Regions from separate parts of the Rattus norvegicus genome. Here regions 2 and 3 are each linked to region 1. The links are chromatin contacts, called in public Hi-C maps. All regions are on one chromosome and are shown on one strand. Each heading gives the region's core, a stretch centred on a gene start, on an enhancer-like site or on the middle of the called end of the contact. The rest is flanking DNA. Distances are from core to core; before and after follow the strand shown. Region 1 has its middle 47 kb from the start of Adgrf1. Region 2 holds the start of Tnfrsf21 (TNF receptor superfamily member 21). Region 3 overlaps Tnfrsf21 (TNF receptor superfamily member 21).

Region 1 (5,069 bases), core at 1,835-4,334:
TCCCCTCTCCCGTCCCTTCCCCTTCTGCTCAAATGGCTGAGGGTTATGTTCAGTTTGGACCCTCCCAGCTGTCTCTCTCTCTCTCTCTCTCTCTCTCTCTCTCTCTCTCTCTCTCTCTCTTTCTCTTTCTCTCTCTGTCTCTGGCTATGCTCTCCCTTTTATCTACAATAAACTTTCTTCTCTCTCATACCCAGAAGCAGCCATGTCCTTCCTTATTTTATTTTATTTTCAGACACCTGGCTGGTTACGCAGTTGCTTGGATAGGGACTCTTAAGTGGTGACTCATCTCTGTAGCCCCTAGTTTGGGGGCCGGCTATTTTTAAGACAAGCCCTTGTTATGTAACCCAGAATGGCCTCAAATTCCTAACCCCTCACATTTGTCTCACAAATTCTGGGTTTACAAGCCTGTGCCTGTGAGCCCCTGCTATAAAATATAGCAGTGAGGGGAGCTTTTGTGAGAGAACTCATCTCCGTCAGAGAAATGCTATTCAATAAGAACATCCTAGGAGTCTGCAATAAACTAATTTGTTAGATGTCTAAAAATGTTTTCCAAGATTTGAAGAAAAGATTAAGATGTGTAAGATTAAGAAACTGGATCTGAGGACTGATCAGAACTGTTGACCACTTAAGCAGAGGATTGACTGCTCCCAACCAAGGGCACCTAGGCTAGACGAAGACATAAAGAACACCTTGCAAGGGTGGCTTGTGGTGCCCTTCTGAGGGAGTCACAGAATTGCCAGATCTTGCAATCTCTAAAATTAGCCTGACTGACTAAACGTATTTGCACTCCTGCCCCAGGACAGGGAGATGACCAGGAGGGTTCTCAAGTTTCCTGATCATTTCAGGTCTCGGAAATGGAAACGCTGTTTCTCCTAGGCAGCCAAGAGTTGCCCAGAGGTTCGCAGTAGGTGTGGCCTCTTGCAAAGCTTTGTTCTTTTTGGAATGTCACAGAGCAGTGACGCTGTCTACCGTCTGAAAGGAAAGCAGAGTTGTGAGGAGAGACTTCAGAGTCTTCGTAATCAAGATAGCAAGTAGGTGGATCTGTACACGAAGCACCTCACGCTGAGATGGAACCCCAAGACTCCAATTTATCCTCAAACAAGCTCCAAGACCATCTTCTTCATGGTGTCTTTTGGTGCGGATGTCTGCCCCGCCTCTGTAGAGTGGATATTTGGATCTTTGCTGTTAGCCCAATACGTCAGGTTTGGAATAGTTGAGCGTGCTTGAAGTCCAATCTTGGGGCTACTTGGTGCTGATGTGGGAATGAGGTAGAGGGGCTCGGCTAGGGTCAGGTGAAGCTACAGAGCGTAAGAATGAGAGCTGCAGAGCCAGCAGCTCCCCACTGCAGATCCCCAGTCCTCGGCTAGCAGGGGCTGAGGTTGCAACAAAGGTGGTGATGCTACCAGTGGACCCTCTTCCAGTGGTAGGGGCTGGGTAATGTTCTTTCTTATGCTTGTGTGTGTGTGTGTGTGTGTGTGTGTGTGTGTGTGTGCGCGCGCGCGCGTGTGTGCGTGTCTGCCTGTATATCTGTCTGTGTGTCTGTCTGTCTGACTGTCTGTATAGGTGCATGCACCTATGACAACCTCAGACCTCATATGCCATCCACAGAAACACTGTCCACTTCCTTTGAGACTGGGTCTGTCACTGGCCTGGAGCTCAACAATTAGACTAGATCGGCTGGCCAGTGAGCCCTAAGGAGCCTCGTCTCTGACTTGGAATGGCAAGTGCACACACACTGCCATCTCTGTCATTTTTACATTAACGCCAGGACCCAAACCCAGTTACTTCGTGTTTTTAAGGCATGAACTATCTCCCTGGCCCACTCTAAGATGTTCTGAGCACATTGTTTGATCTCTCGATGATGTACTTCCCTTTGTAGAAAACTGGATTCTGCATTTCTAGCAGCGAAGTATGGAGCGAACTCCTTGGTTACCTTCAAACTGATCAAACAAGGTTCTTGTTACTGAGGAAACAAACTTTGTCTTCTTGGGACCAACAGAAGGGCTGGTTGACTTAACTTGGTTGTCACTTCATCTGTTTCAAGAGGAAGATTCAGAAGCTCAGTCAGAATCAACTCTTGAAGCACTGACTGCAACCCTCTCCCACATGGCATTCAAGGGGCTTTCTTGGCCCATTGACCTGTGAGACATGGGCTTTCAGCCAGGTCCTGGGAAGGAGGAAGGTGAAGAACACTAGCTTTTATAGGATCCCATTAAAGAGTTCACAAAAACATGCTGCACTCGAAAGGGGTCCCACTGTTTCCAGTGCTTAGGCTGTCCTCTCCTGGAGACCTTCTGGAGAATGTTAAAATATTCAGAGGGGAAATTATTACAGTTCCCTTTGCATATTTTATTTTATCTTATTTTATTTGTATGTATGTGAGTCTGCATGTGTGTAAGTGTACCATGTATATGCAAGAGCATGTGGAGGTCAGAAGAGGGTGTCAGGTCCCCTGAAATTGGAGTTATGAGCCACCTGCTATGGGCACTGGCAACCCAGCCTGGCTCTTCTGTAAGAGCGGCAAGCATTCTTAACCACTGAGCCATCTCTAGCCACTACATAGCTGTTCTCTTGAGGAAAACCCAGACCACTAATTTCCCAAAGACACTTGCCTTCTCTCACACTCTGACTGCTGACATTTTTTTTATTCCACAGCTAGTATTTTATTCAGAGGGCAGTCTCATTACACATGGTCCAAGAACATTCAAATAAGAACTCAAATTGAAAGTTAACGATGGGTCTTCAAACATCATAGCCAACAATGCCATGTTTGCCTATGATCTCTCTGATGTAAAACCATATCCACACCTCAGTGTCCACCAAACCGTTCAGCACAGCCTCCTTAACTGTAAGGTGTTTGAAGTTACCAGTTTTAGCACTGTGAATTATTTTTTCATGCTCTGAATAGCTGTAGTGATTTCACCAGGGGTTAGGGGAGCCAGCTCAACCTTGGTGTAGTGCCAAAATATGACTAATCAAGACTTTGAGTAAGTCACAGCAGCGATCACCATTGACGGTGTCTTCTCTGCCAAGTTACAGATGAACTTGGCCATGATCTAAGGTGGAAGGTACATCACTCTGAAGCACTGGCTGAGTGTTGACTTCTGACATTTTTATACAGTGGCCTTTAAGCCAGTGCCATGCCATCTCACTGGTGCAGGAGAAGCAGCCAAAAATACCGTGGATCATGGCCTCCAAAATTAGCGCCTGTGCACTGACAGGAAGGAGGGGATTTGCCAAGAATAGTAATGTTTAAAATACAATTGGAGACATCTTTAGTCCACAGGAATTTATTCTGGGTGTGTGTAGTGTCCCTGGTTGTTTGATTGTCTACTTGACATTACACAGAATATCTTAGTTAAGGTTTCTATGGCTGTGGTAATATATCAAGACCAAAAGAAAGTTTGGGAAAAAAATGTTTACTTCCGGGTTATAGTACCACATCAAAGTTCATCATCACAGGAAGTCAAGGTAGGAACTCAAGCAGGGCAGGAACCTGGAGGCAGGAACTAAAGCAAAAGCCATTGAAGAGGGGGCAACTTACTGGCTTGCATTTCTTATCCAACCCACGACTACAAACCCATCGATTGTCAATTAAGAAAATACACTATAGATTTGCCTTCAGGCCAACACAGTAGGGACATTTCTCAATTGAGGTCTGTTATTAAAAAAAAAAAAGACAAAAATTCTAGTTTGTGTCAAATTGACAAAACTGGCCAATGTGCTAGACTCATGTTCAATTGAAAAGTTGCCTTGATCAGATTTATCTGTAACCATGTCTGGTAGTTTGAATAAGAATAATAAAGAATGATCCCATTGGCCCATATATTTGAATGCTTAGTCACCAGGGAGCAGTATTAATTGAATGGATTAGAAGGATTAAGAGTTGTAGCCTTGTTGGAGTAGGTGTGGCCTTGTTGGAGGAAGCACATCACTGCAGGTGGGCTTTGAGGTTTCAAAATCCCAGGCTAGACCCAAGTTGGTTTTTGCTACTTGTGGATCAGGATGTAGAGTTCTCAGCTACAGGTCCAGCACCACACCTACGCGTATCCATGATACCGAGATGATAACGGGCTAACCTCGGAAATTGTAAACAAGCCTACAATTAAATCTTGTCTTTGTGTAAGCGTTGCTTTGGTCCTAGTGTCTCTTCACAGCAATAGAGCAGTAGTAATGAAGACACCATGTCTGTGAGAGACTATCCGGACTGACATGGGAGGGCACAGCCCGTTGTGGGAAGGTGTGTCTAGACTATATCAGAAAGCTAACTGAGCATGTACCGGTGAGTAAGGCAGCTGTTGGGATTGGTCTGGTGCTATGTATACAGATGCTCAATTCTGAACTCCATGATCTGGTTGCTGTCCAGAGGAGTGCATTCTCACATACACAGGCCTTTGTTGGGGAAACCTTGCTCCCCAATTTAGAGTTGATTGGTTAAAAAAAATAACTGGGCAGAAGTAGGTAGGGTTGGGCTTCCCAAGCTTGGGGTCAGAGGTGGAACCATGAAGAAGAAAAAAATGGGAAGAGAGAAGAAATGGGAGGAGAGGATACAGTAAAAGAACTGTTTGGTTTTGGATCCCTGGACAAGAGACTGAGCTGCATATTTTACATATCATACCACACTTAGCCTCCAGGTTCCCTCAGTCCCTATCTGGCATAGCCTGTCCCCAACCCTAAACTTTCCAGCCCAGGGGTTGGGCTGCCCTTACCCCCAGAGGCTCTTTCCTATATAATCTAGACTTTTTAGTCTCTCCTTTCTTTTTCCTTCTCACTCTTTTCACTCTGCACTCTGGTGCCCTTTCTCCATTTCTCTCCCCATGGTGATTTCCCTGGCCTTGGTCCTTGGGGGCAATGAACTCATCCAAGAGCAGCTTCCCAATAAATCTGCCTTTAATATGTAATCTAATCTGGCTTGAATTGGCTCGTTTCATCAGCAGTGGAGAAATAACCCATCAAGAACTCAGCCTGACGGAGTAGATTCAGCCCAGTCAGGGACAAAGGACAAATACCGGCAAATCACTTGGGATGTGTAGCTAGGAGGTAGCTAGACTAGCTTAGAAAATTAGTTT
Region 2 (5,069 bases), core at 1,348-3,847, 190 kb after region 1:
AGATGATCCACTGGCATGGCTATTTCTTCATCTAACCACACTGTATATGCACAGCATTAACCTCTGTGTCCTCACACCATGTTGCACCGGGTGTCTGCCCTTAATGTGGCCAAAATTACCAACAGGGCGCACAGAAACAGAGCCCATCCTGGTGACTGGACTGTCCAAAGTGGGGATGGAGGAGAAGGTCATTGCGTACCTCCCCATGGTTCCTGGCGTATCCCCATACTCCACCTACTCCATTAATTTAAAAAAGCCTTTTCTCTGTAGTTAGGAGGAGATCAAGGGACCCTGTCGTATTATCACCTCAAGATTGCCTCTAAAAACCCTTCATAAACTTCATTTAACTGTCAAACTTAGGTCGTCAGGTCCTCAGTTGCAAATCTGGTGTGCAATTTGTGGGTGAGTTCTGTTTGATCATTACTACACATTGAGCAATAACTAATTTCAGACTGAGTGAGGACTAATCTACAAGGATTATATCTGTGTGGGGCAGGGGCACACAGCAGTGAGCAAAGCAGGTCTAAGGCCTTTAGAGAGAACTCAGCAAGGGACCTTAGAATCAGCGCTCCCATGAACTCCCTCAATCTGACACTGTCCCAAGGACTCTCTGATTGTTTACTACCCACACTTGTTTAAGGGACTGGGACTTTGCCATTGTTATAAAAGGACAGAAAAGAGTCTCCCAAGGGACACTGAGATTGATCTCATAAATGCTAAGAACAACAAACTTTCTTTAGCCCCTCTCTTCCCCCCCCCCTCTCACATACACACACACACACACACACACACACACACACACACACACACACACACACACACGAGGGTGGGGGGGGGTGTTCTGTAGCATGAATTCCCAGGCCATAGCAACTGTAATGATGGAAGCCCCAGATCTTGGCTGGCCAGTCAGTAAGCCCTTTAGGGGAAGGAGACAAGAGGCCTGCCTTCCCTTACACAGCCCAACCATGAAAACAAGCTCTTTCTTGTTTTTGTTTAGTTTTTAGTTAACAATCTTCCTCCTCCCTGCAGGGATGAAAGGCATGGCTGGTTTATGGCGTCTCAAGGGTTTGAATTCCAATTTTCTTCCACCTAATTCCCCACTTGGCCCCAGTATTGGAAATAAAGGGCCAGCTGGGGGTAAGTTTTGGGTAAGGGATGATGTCAGGCTTTGATCAGATAAAGTGATGGAGAATCGCGATCCCGGCACGCCCCAGATTTGGGTGCTGAGAGAGCCTGCATCATCTTGCGTGGTGACATGTCTAAACACAGAAAAGGAGAAATAAGAAAAGGATGGAGAAAATTAATTCTCCTTTATGTAGCTCTTTCCCCTCCCCCTCTACTGAGAGCCAGAGCGCCGGTTGGCTCCAAGCCGGTGCTTTAGAGGCGCCTGGGTCTCTGGGTCCTTCCTCTCTCCCCACCCCTTCTTCTTCTTCTTTTGGCGTGCAGAAATCAGGACCCATCCGAGCCAAGAGGGAGGAGAGAAGCAAGGAAGCTGAAGCAAGGGGTGGCCTGCGCCCTACTCCGGAATGCCTCGCGCGCGGAAGCATGCAGCGGTTGCTCGCGTCCGGAGCGCACCGGTCCCGCTGTCTCCACTGCGGTAGCATCCGGACATGACATTGCAGTAGCGACAAAGCAGCGGCCACAACCGGCAGCTGGCAACTGACAGGACTACTCGGGCCTCGCACCACGCCGAGGGTCTGGCGGCGAATGATATTGGGGTGAGGCTGGGTGTTGGGGTACGAGATAGGCCGAGTCGGGGGCAAAAGCCCTGAAATGCGCAGGACGCCGGGGCGGCCACCTCTCGCGCCTCCTCCAAGCAACCAGATGGCAAGAAAAATAATTCTGTAACACTCCCTAGTCTTAACTCACCCCACTAATAAAAAAAAAATTATCTAGTAGAAGTCCTCCTCGGTCTTGCTATTGCCCTGTAACCAACCCTTCCAACCTGGCTAGTCCCACCACGCGCCTCCGGCACTACGGGCCTGAGGACCCGCCCGGCTCCCGGACACAGGCTCGAACGTAGCCGCCACCCTAGGGTCCCCTCCGATCGCTCACCAAGAGAAGGGAGCCGGCGACCATCGTGGCTCCAACTTGGCCGGCGATGCGGCTGCAAGAGGCGAGGGCGGTGATGCTGCTTGCGGAGGTCCCCATGGCTGAGCCCGGGGCTCGCAGCGGCGCTCCGGGCGCTCGGCCCCACGGCAGCTGGAATCGGTGGCTGTTTCTGCCCAGCGCCGCATCCACCGCCGCCTCACGGGCGGTGAGCCCATCTACCTCCAGCAGCCCATGTGCACTGCAGCAGCAAGGCGGCTAGGCGGAAGAGGGAGGCAGCAGGGGAGGCTCGGAGAAGGCGCTCAGCACCTGCCCAGGGGCGCTGGCGCCCGGGCGGGGAGAAGCAGGCGCGCTTGCAACCCGCGCCTCCCGGTGCTCTCCAGCGACAGCGGCTGCGGAGAACCAGGGAGCAGGGCGAGCGGCGACAGTGCTAAAGAGCGACTTCCCATAGCGAAGCTTCCAGCCACTACCAACCACTCGTCTCCTCCGCTGCCCAGACCGGCCGGTGAGGGACTGAGTCGGATGGCCACTCAGCTCGGGGACACACGTGGTGGTGCCGAAGGGGCGGAGAACGACCCTTTGTGATGTCACCCGGGAGGAGGCCGGGCTCTTTGTGCAGATGGAAAGAGCTCAAGGCGCACCAGAAACCGAGTGGAAGGAGAGGATGCCCCTTGGCGTTAGCTGGAGGAATTGCGTTTGCTTGTTAAACCGCGAGTCCTGCACACAGCCCTCATCCCGACTCAACATATTTTAAAAAATGATTCCAAGTAGATTGTATGTAAAGCAGAGACTATTTTCTTTTCCTAACATAAGTATTAAGGACAGCCAATATAACTTGAGCATGATGGCGCACGCCTGTATTTTCATTACCAGGGAAGCTGAGGGAGGAGGATTTGGAGTTGGAGGAAAAGTCTGGGTTACACAGATAACTCCTATCTAATGCAAAGATGTGAATGAATGAATGAATGAATGAATGAATGAATGAATGAATGAATGATCGATCTGAGCATAATGGTGTCATTAAGCATTCTTTCGGCTGAGATATGAAATTCTCCCCTTCCAGGCCAGCCAACGTTGGAGCTCCACACAAGCCTGGCTCACAAAACAAAATCCAGTCTCAAAAATTAATTAAGTAAACAGACTAGAAAAAAAGAAAAAAACAAGAATCATGCAGCTCACATCAACTGCCAAACACAAAGACCTGTGTGTTGGTTCCCAACCTGTGCTGTGTTTTGGGGTGTCCTGGGGTCTCACACTGGATCAAGAGGAGAAAGCAGGTGTATTCTCGGCATTTATGTGTGGCTCCCCCTGCTTCCGGACTGCAGATCCGATGTGACCAGCGGCCCCCTTCCTCTCCTGCAATAAACATATCCCTGAAACCGTAAGCCAGAACAAACCTCCCATCGCTTCTCGGCCTTTTGGCTAAGGTCAAGTGCAGAACAAACCTCCCCTCTTTCAGTTTGCTTTCGTTGGGTAATTTTTTTTTTTTGGTTCTATTTTTTTCGGAGCTGGGGACCGAACCCAGGGCCTTGCGCTTCCTAGGCAAGCGCTCTACTACTGAGCTAAATCCCCAACCCCCTCGTTGGGTAATTTTGATGTCAGCAGTGAGGAACCCCCGTACAGAGAAGACGAAGCTGCCGTGGTAGGGGAACTATTTCCTCCCTTGCCCGTTAGTACATTGAGAGTTGGTTCTCTTTCTCGGCATTCTTTGGAAGAAAGAAATGTATTTAAAAATTAATGTGAGGATTTATTATACTCTGATCTTTCAAACATCTGCCAGTAAAAAAAAAAAAAAATTCTTGGCCATAAACCCTGAAGGGGAAAGTTGTAATATTAAGTCTCCAGTAAAATTTTTAAAAGTTCTGAAAAATGCTATCCTTAAATACAGAATTTGGGGCAGGGGGATGATATTTCAACTTGAATTTCCCTATCCCTCTCTCTGAGGCTGCCAAAACTGAGGGAGTGTTTATTACATTTCCATGTATAATAGGGCCAATTAATTCTTCCAAAATTCAAATTATTGGTCTCTACTATCATATGTGATTTTGTTTAAAAGGAAACAAAATGAGATATTAAAGAAAAGGGGCCAGCTGACGCCTTGCAAGCAAATGTGAGTCACTTGAGGCAATGTATGATTTTTTTCTTCCAAGCTTCGAGAGTTTAATTTGGGTAACCGCAGCTCTAACCTGTTCGTTCATTTTATCCTTTGTATTGCTTTCATATCCCATCAGGTCCTTATGGGACACTAATCATCTGAATTCCATTTTTCATGTGCCTTTGGGTTGGAGTTTGTTTGGCTGGCCAGCTGCTTTTTGGTTTTGTTTTAAACAAGATCTTGCTGTGTAGCTCATGTTAGCCTCTAGGGCATACTCATCCTCCCTCAGCCCCACCCCCACCTGAATTGCAGCCATGCAATCACTATGCCTCTCCACGCAATGTATTCAGTTCTTCTTGCTCACTACTAATTAAGAAAAAAAAAAAAAGAAAGAGAAAGAAAGAAACTATATTATATATATATATATATTGAATCTAGTTAGAATATAAAATGCCATTTCTCTATTGCATGTTTAAGATACACTGTAAAATGCTTTAATTAGTTCACAGCGACACATTCAATATGGCTATGTAGATGTCCTTACTTACTCATAAATGGTAAACAGTCAACCATAAAAAAAATGGATTTTCTGCCTAAATTCCAAAAAAAGAGAAGGTAAGTATTAATAAAGCAGGACTATAGCTTACATGGAGAGGAACAGACGAGGCCAAGTTGAACAGGACCAATCTTATGCTTGCCTTAAAAGAACTGCCTCTGACCACCAGCCGAATTTCAACTTTTCACACTTCTCCCAATGCTGTACAAATCTGGTTTCCTAGTCTGAAGCTCGTCATCCCCAGAGTTTCCCATTCCCTAGGCATATTTCCAATTAAGGCACCCTGCAATGTTTCCGGCCTCCCCCGTTTTCTAGTTAAAACCCCTGTGGTCTAAAGGCAGCAGCAGTTTTGCCATCTTCTCCTCCGTT
Region 3 (5,069 bases), core at 1,531-4,030, 140 kb after region 1:
AATACCAGCTGACTCTCTTTTACTTACTTTCTACATTTTTTTTTTGAGGAAATTAATCCTGTGCTATAGACAATCTCCCCTAGCCGGGTTTAACTGATCAGGTTAGAATGTCGCACACTATGCATTTCAAAAGACTGCTTACGTACAACCTCTCTCTGGGGGAGGGGGAGAGGTCCTGGCGGATCTCACCGAAGTGTTTGCCAAGTGACCCAGGATTAGGCTTTGGAAAGACTTGTGTGCATCTTCTGTGTGCATTGTCATTTTCAGAAGCACCCCACCAAAGATGGGATTATAGATATACAATCCCCCCCACCCCTCCCCCCGTTTGTGGCAACGATTTACTTTAATGATAGGTGACTCCGCCCTTCCTGACTCACTCCTACTGGAGGTAAGAGGATGTTTTCCTGGTGACAAATTTTAAGAAGGAAATCAAAAGCGGTGTTTGTCTGTCCTTCAAGGAAAACGTTGAAATTAAAAGTGCTGCACAACGACGTGTGGTTTTCTCATGAGCTAGTGACTGGTTAGTGACATGGGGCACTGACAGACCAGGGGACAGGAACACTATGGAGAAGTCTGGCCAAGCTGGAAACGGTCAGATTTCTACTTCTAGGCCGTGTCTCAGTGTCAGTTATGGGGCTCAGCACATAAGGGACAGGGGATTAATGTTTACTAAATTAAGTGCCTGTGTAAAACTATCCTGCCCTTCCTTCACAACAGTGACAACAATAAAATAGTAAGAGTAGTGATAAAGTGTGTGTGTGTGTGTGTGTGTGTGTGTGTGTGTGTGACCATATAATGTTTTAAGACTCTTTCTGTGCCAGGTAGTGCATGCCTGTGAATCTCTGAGTTTGAGGCTAGCCTCATTTGCAGAGTTAATTCCAGGACAGCCAGGGCTACACAAAGAAACCCTGTCTGGCAAAATAAAAAACGTTCTAAATGTGGTAGATGGATTCTCAGCAGACGCTGGTCAACTCTCCCTTGCTTCGCAGTTTTTAGTTCATTATGCTAAAACAGTGGTTCTTAACCTTCCTAATGCCGTGAACCTTTAATAATAACATAATTTTATCATAAATTTAATCTTTATAGTTAATATTTCATGTATTACATTATATCGGTATTATAATTAATAACATTTATATTTAACATAATGTAACATTGTTTTACATTATTGATATATTGAGATATTAATATTGAATGTGCCATATAATAATAATAATATAATTCCTTATATTGTGGCGACCCCCAATCATAAAATTATATTTGTTACTACTTCATCACTATAATTTTGCTACTGTTATGAATCGTAATGTAAATATCTGATTCGCAGATGGTCTTAGGCGACCCTTGTGAATGAGTCATTCATTCAACACCACCAATGCGGATGTGACCCGCAGGTTGAGAACCACTGGCCTCAAAGAAAACAGAGGAGCCACTAAGATCCAGGTCACCGAGATCCACGTGAAGCACAGAACTGGGTACATGCATCCTTTTAGTTCAGAAGAGCTTTACGAAGCTCTCTGGAAGAAACTGAGGCACGGGGACAGGACTGGGCTTGCCCACATTCACACACGGAGAGGAGAAAACAAAATTCAACTCTGACCAGGAGAAAGCCCAAATCTGTCAGTCCCTATTATCTGTTATTGGAAGTTTGAAGGCCTGCATTTGCTGTGGAGGGGACATTCGAACCTCACTCTTGTGTCTTACTTACACGGACCAGTCTGAAGTTTCTGTAAAGTGTTAACTTTGCTACCAAGCCAAGTAAAACGGGACGTGAGAAAACACGAGTTGTTCGAGAAGGCCCTACCGCATGCAGGCAGGTGCGGCTGCCTACCGCCTACGACAGAGACAGCCAAAGTGCCATTCTGAGTGAAACCAGGATCTTGTCCTTTAAAACACACCAGCACGCCTCAGCTTTAGCGTCCTGGGCATGTCTAGACTAAGAATACCTCCCCATCCAATGCCGTAAGCTCTCACACACATTCCCAGTGGAACATCTGTTCGTGTCGGTGAATTTTAGTTACCGATCCTTCATCCTGGAGAGGGATGCTTTGGGAGGCAGGGACCACCTTTCTTCTTTGCCTAATTCTAGGCAAGCAGCTACTACATCGCAGGGCTGCGAGTAACTACAAAACTTTATAGAGCATCTTTGGTTCTTGTTTTGCTTGTTTGTTTGTTTGTTTGTTTGTTTGACAGATTCTTACTGTGTACCCTGGCTCAACTTTGTAGCCCAGGCTGGCCTCAAACTCTTGGCAATCCTGTTTCACCGTATTGGGCTGGTATTAGCCAGCTGCCATCTTCAGCTGATCCTTTGGGATATAGTAATAAGTGAAACAGCCTGAAAAGCACCAAATGTCTAAAGTCTATTCACACATATGGCTCCTTTGTGCCCTATCACCAGCAACATGAAACATACCTGAGCCTGAAGATGTCAGCAACTGCCCTCCTCTTACTACCCTGGACGTTCCCCAGAGCCCACAGTCATGCCCTGTGATCAAGTAACATATCCTTAAATGACCCTCTGTGCCATAGTGACACGGCAAAGAGCAGGGGCCAAATGCACGAATGTCTGGCTAAAGGTCTCAGGTCCTTAGGCCTCGGGACAATAGGTTCTATTTTCTAGAAAATCAACAACAACATAAAAACAAACCTTGCTTGAATCACCAAAAAGCCAACTGAAATGTACAGCTGGTATTTATCCCAGCTCGCTTTCACATTTCTGAACATTGCTAGTCCCAGTCAGACCCGCAGATACGGACAGCTGCTCTATCCTGCAGCCTGGCGGCAAAAAGCCAGGAGCTGGGCTACCTCAGCAGCCAGAGCAGCAATGGCCTCAGCAGAGAGAAGCCCACTCCTTCGCTAGCACTAGGGATTCTCCCAGCTGCTAGAGCAATGCCCGCCCGCCATCCAGTACCTAGCACAAAGGCTACTACACAATTCTGAGGGGAGGGACCAACCGAGGGAGGTTAAAGGAAAAGGCGAGAGACAACACAGGTGTGGCCGACCACTCCCATCCTGAGAGGGTTGTGTCTCCACTGTGGTTCTACAAAGGCAGAAAATTCCCTGAAGACAAGGAAACATTCAAGTAAAGAAGAACAAAATCTCCCGAGTTCCGCTGCGGTTAAATGACTGTGTAGACTTACCTACCTTATCTCACTGGGCAGAGAGCCACACTCACCTGCCCCTCACCCACACCACTCAAGGCAAGCAGCTGGTCAATGAAAACTCTAGTGCTTCTCTCTCACTTTCCTCCCTCTTCTTGTCTATCCTCCCCCCCCTTCATTTTTTTTCTTCTTTCTACAGAATCTTGCTGGATTAGCCCAGGTTACCCTAAAATTTGTAGCCCTCCTGCATTAACCCCCTAAGGATCATGGGGATGTAAAACTACACTGTGTTATATCCATTTAGTTTTATTTCATGGTTGTGAATATTTACCTTCATGTATGTATGTGTGTATGTATGTATGTGTACATATGTACGTATGTCTTGTGCCCAAAGATGCCAAAAGAGGGCATCAGACACCTCTGAAACAGGAGTTAGAGATAGAGTAAACCTGTATGTGGTGCTAGGAACGGAACCTGGATTCTCTACAAAAGCAGCCAGGGCTATTAATTACTAAGACATATCTCCAGTCCCTTTAAAACAAATGTTGTTTTAAAACAGGGTCTCTCTATATCACTGACTGTCCTGGAATTCAATATGTAGACCAAGATGGCCTCAAACTCAGGCCTGCTTCTACTTTCTAAATTCTACGATAGCCAAAGCAACTTGGTGAGACCCAATCAAAAAAAAAAAAAAAAAAAATCAGGATGAAATAAAAGGTGTTGGTACTCCATCCAGGTTATCAGACTGTTCCAGAACCTAGCCACCAGCCATAGCTCTCACACCTTGTTTTGTGAATCCCAAAGCATGACAAGGTAATGCCTTGGTCAGCTCTGACAACCATTTTATTAGGTGAGAATAGAGTTAAGACTGGTCCGTTTGCATAGGAACTCAAGGTCATCTTCTTACCCCACCCACTAAAGGGAAAGGGTGGTAAATAAAAGAAAACAAATATTGCACTCGCTAAGCCTAGCTGCATTCACAAAGGGTCGAAAGTCAAAGTAGGGAAAAGAAGGAAAAGAGAGTTAAAAAGAAAACCTAGAAATTCGGCTAGCCAATGTCCTTTCTCCTGACAGCCAGTAACTGGGCAAAAGAAAGCATTATCTTCACACACACCTTTGTTTTCTTGCAAAGGAAAACATTCCGGGCAGCACCCACACAGGCCGGAAGGAATAAATATTTACAGTTGGCTGGATTTTCTAGTTCTTGGGCACTGAACCCAGCAACTCTCCGCCTTGACAGACCATCCACTTCCAAGCAGCCTGGAAACCTGGTGGGCCTCCCTGTCCAAAACTATGTGACCCCAGACTTCAGGATTTAAAAGGTCCATTATGTGTGTGAGTTAGAGCTGGTTAGGAACAAGCCGGGAAGTCATTACATCCAAAAAGAGAAATAAACATACAAACATGTGTGAGCTGCTTTCTGGCGGCCATGGAGCTTTCATCCCCAAAGCAAGCCAAGAGCGTCATGTTTTGTCGCAAGGAAACTGAGGTAGAGAAGCATAGTGGTTTTACCCAGGGTCCTCAAACTGAGTGCACCCCGAGGAATTCAACAGCTTGTCAATCTCCACTCTCCTGTTTTGCTTTCGAAAGCAGCCAGTCCCTTAGTTCTCTGACCTACGAGACTCACTCTCTTGGATCACGCAGGTCTGTGTGGAGTTGCTTCCATAACTCAAGCGTGAGCTCCCTTTGACTCCGCTTACTGTTCTTACTCATTTGCAGGGCCCACAGTTCTTGGTATCATACTGTGCTCATAAATTCTTACAGAGTGGAGATTTAAAGATAAAACCCATGCCACCTACTTGCTGCTCCAGGAGGAGAAACACAAACCCAAGCACTAGAGATACCAAAGGAAAGTAACCCGGCAGTCAACCTTCGAATTCCTTGCTATCCCTCAACACTGTGGTAAAATAATAGTCTTCTTTTATTAGTTATTTGCCTATTCGTTCCATACTGGGTGACCCCAAAACT

The links. A called contact is a pair of places that touch in the nucleus more often than the background predicts.
Region 2: a contact with region 1 is called in a Hi-C map of psoas muscle, with 4 times the contacts expected there. The contact joins the promoter of Tnfrsf21 here to the enhancer-like site in region 1. A contact is called at or near these places in 12 of 12 Hi-C or Micro-C datasets (the A7r5 cell line, the Rat2 cell line, Schwann cells and 7 more) and 1 of 1 datasets of contacts at active chromatin or transcription factors (oligodendrocytes).
Region 3: a Hi-C map of psoas muscle shows a contact between it and region 1, with 4 times the contacts expected there. The contact joins two enhancer-like sites. A contact is called at or near these places in 2 of 12 Hi-C or Micro-C datasets (frontal cortex and psoas muscle).

Annotation. Positions count from the first base shown.
Region 1 is chr9:25,255,202-25,260,270 of GRCr8, forward strand. It overlaps the pseudogene Atp5mg-ps1. Among named protein-coding and RNA genes, the nearest start is that of Adgrf1, 47 kb to the left of the region's middle. Within about 2 kb of position 3,085, at least 3 of the 93 cell types and tissues checked have an H3K27ac peak or open chromatin away from gene starts, as enhancers often do.
Region 2 is chr9:25,448,726-25,453,794 of GRCr8, forward strand. It overlaps Tnfrsf21 (TNF receptor superfamily member 21), which reads right to left and starts at 2,598. Exons shown (of 6, transcript NM_001108207.1): 1 at 2,056-2,598. The coding sequence starts at 2,151.
Region 3 is chr9:25,390,926-25,395,994 of GRCr8, forward strand. The region is part of intron 4 of Tnfrsf21 (TNF receptor superfamily member 21); the gene reads right to left. Among named protein-coding and RNA genes, the nearest start is that of Tnfrsf21, 58 kb to the right of the region's middle. Within about 2 kb of position 2,781, at least 5 of the 93 cell types and tissues checked have an H3K27ac peak or open chromatin away from gene starts, as enhancers often do.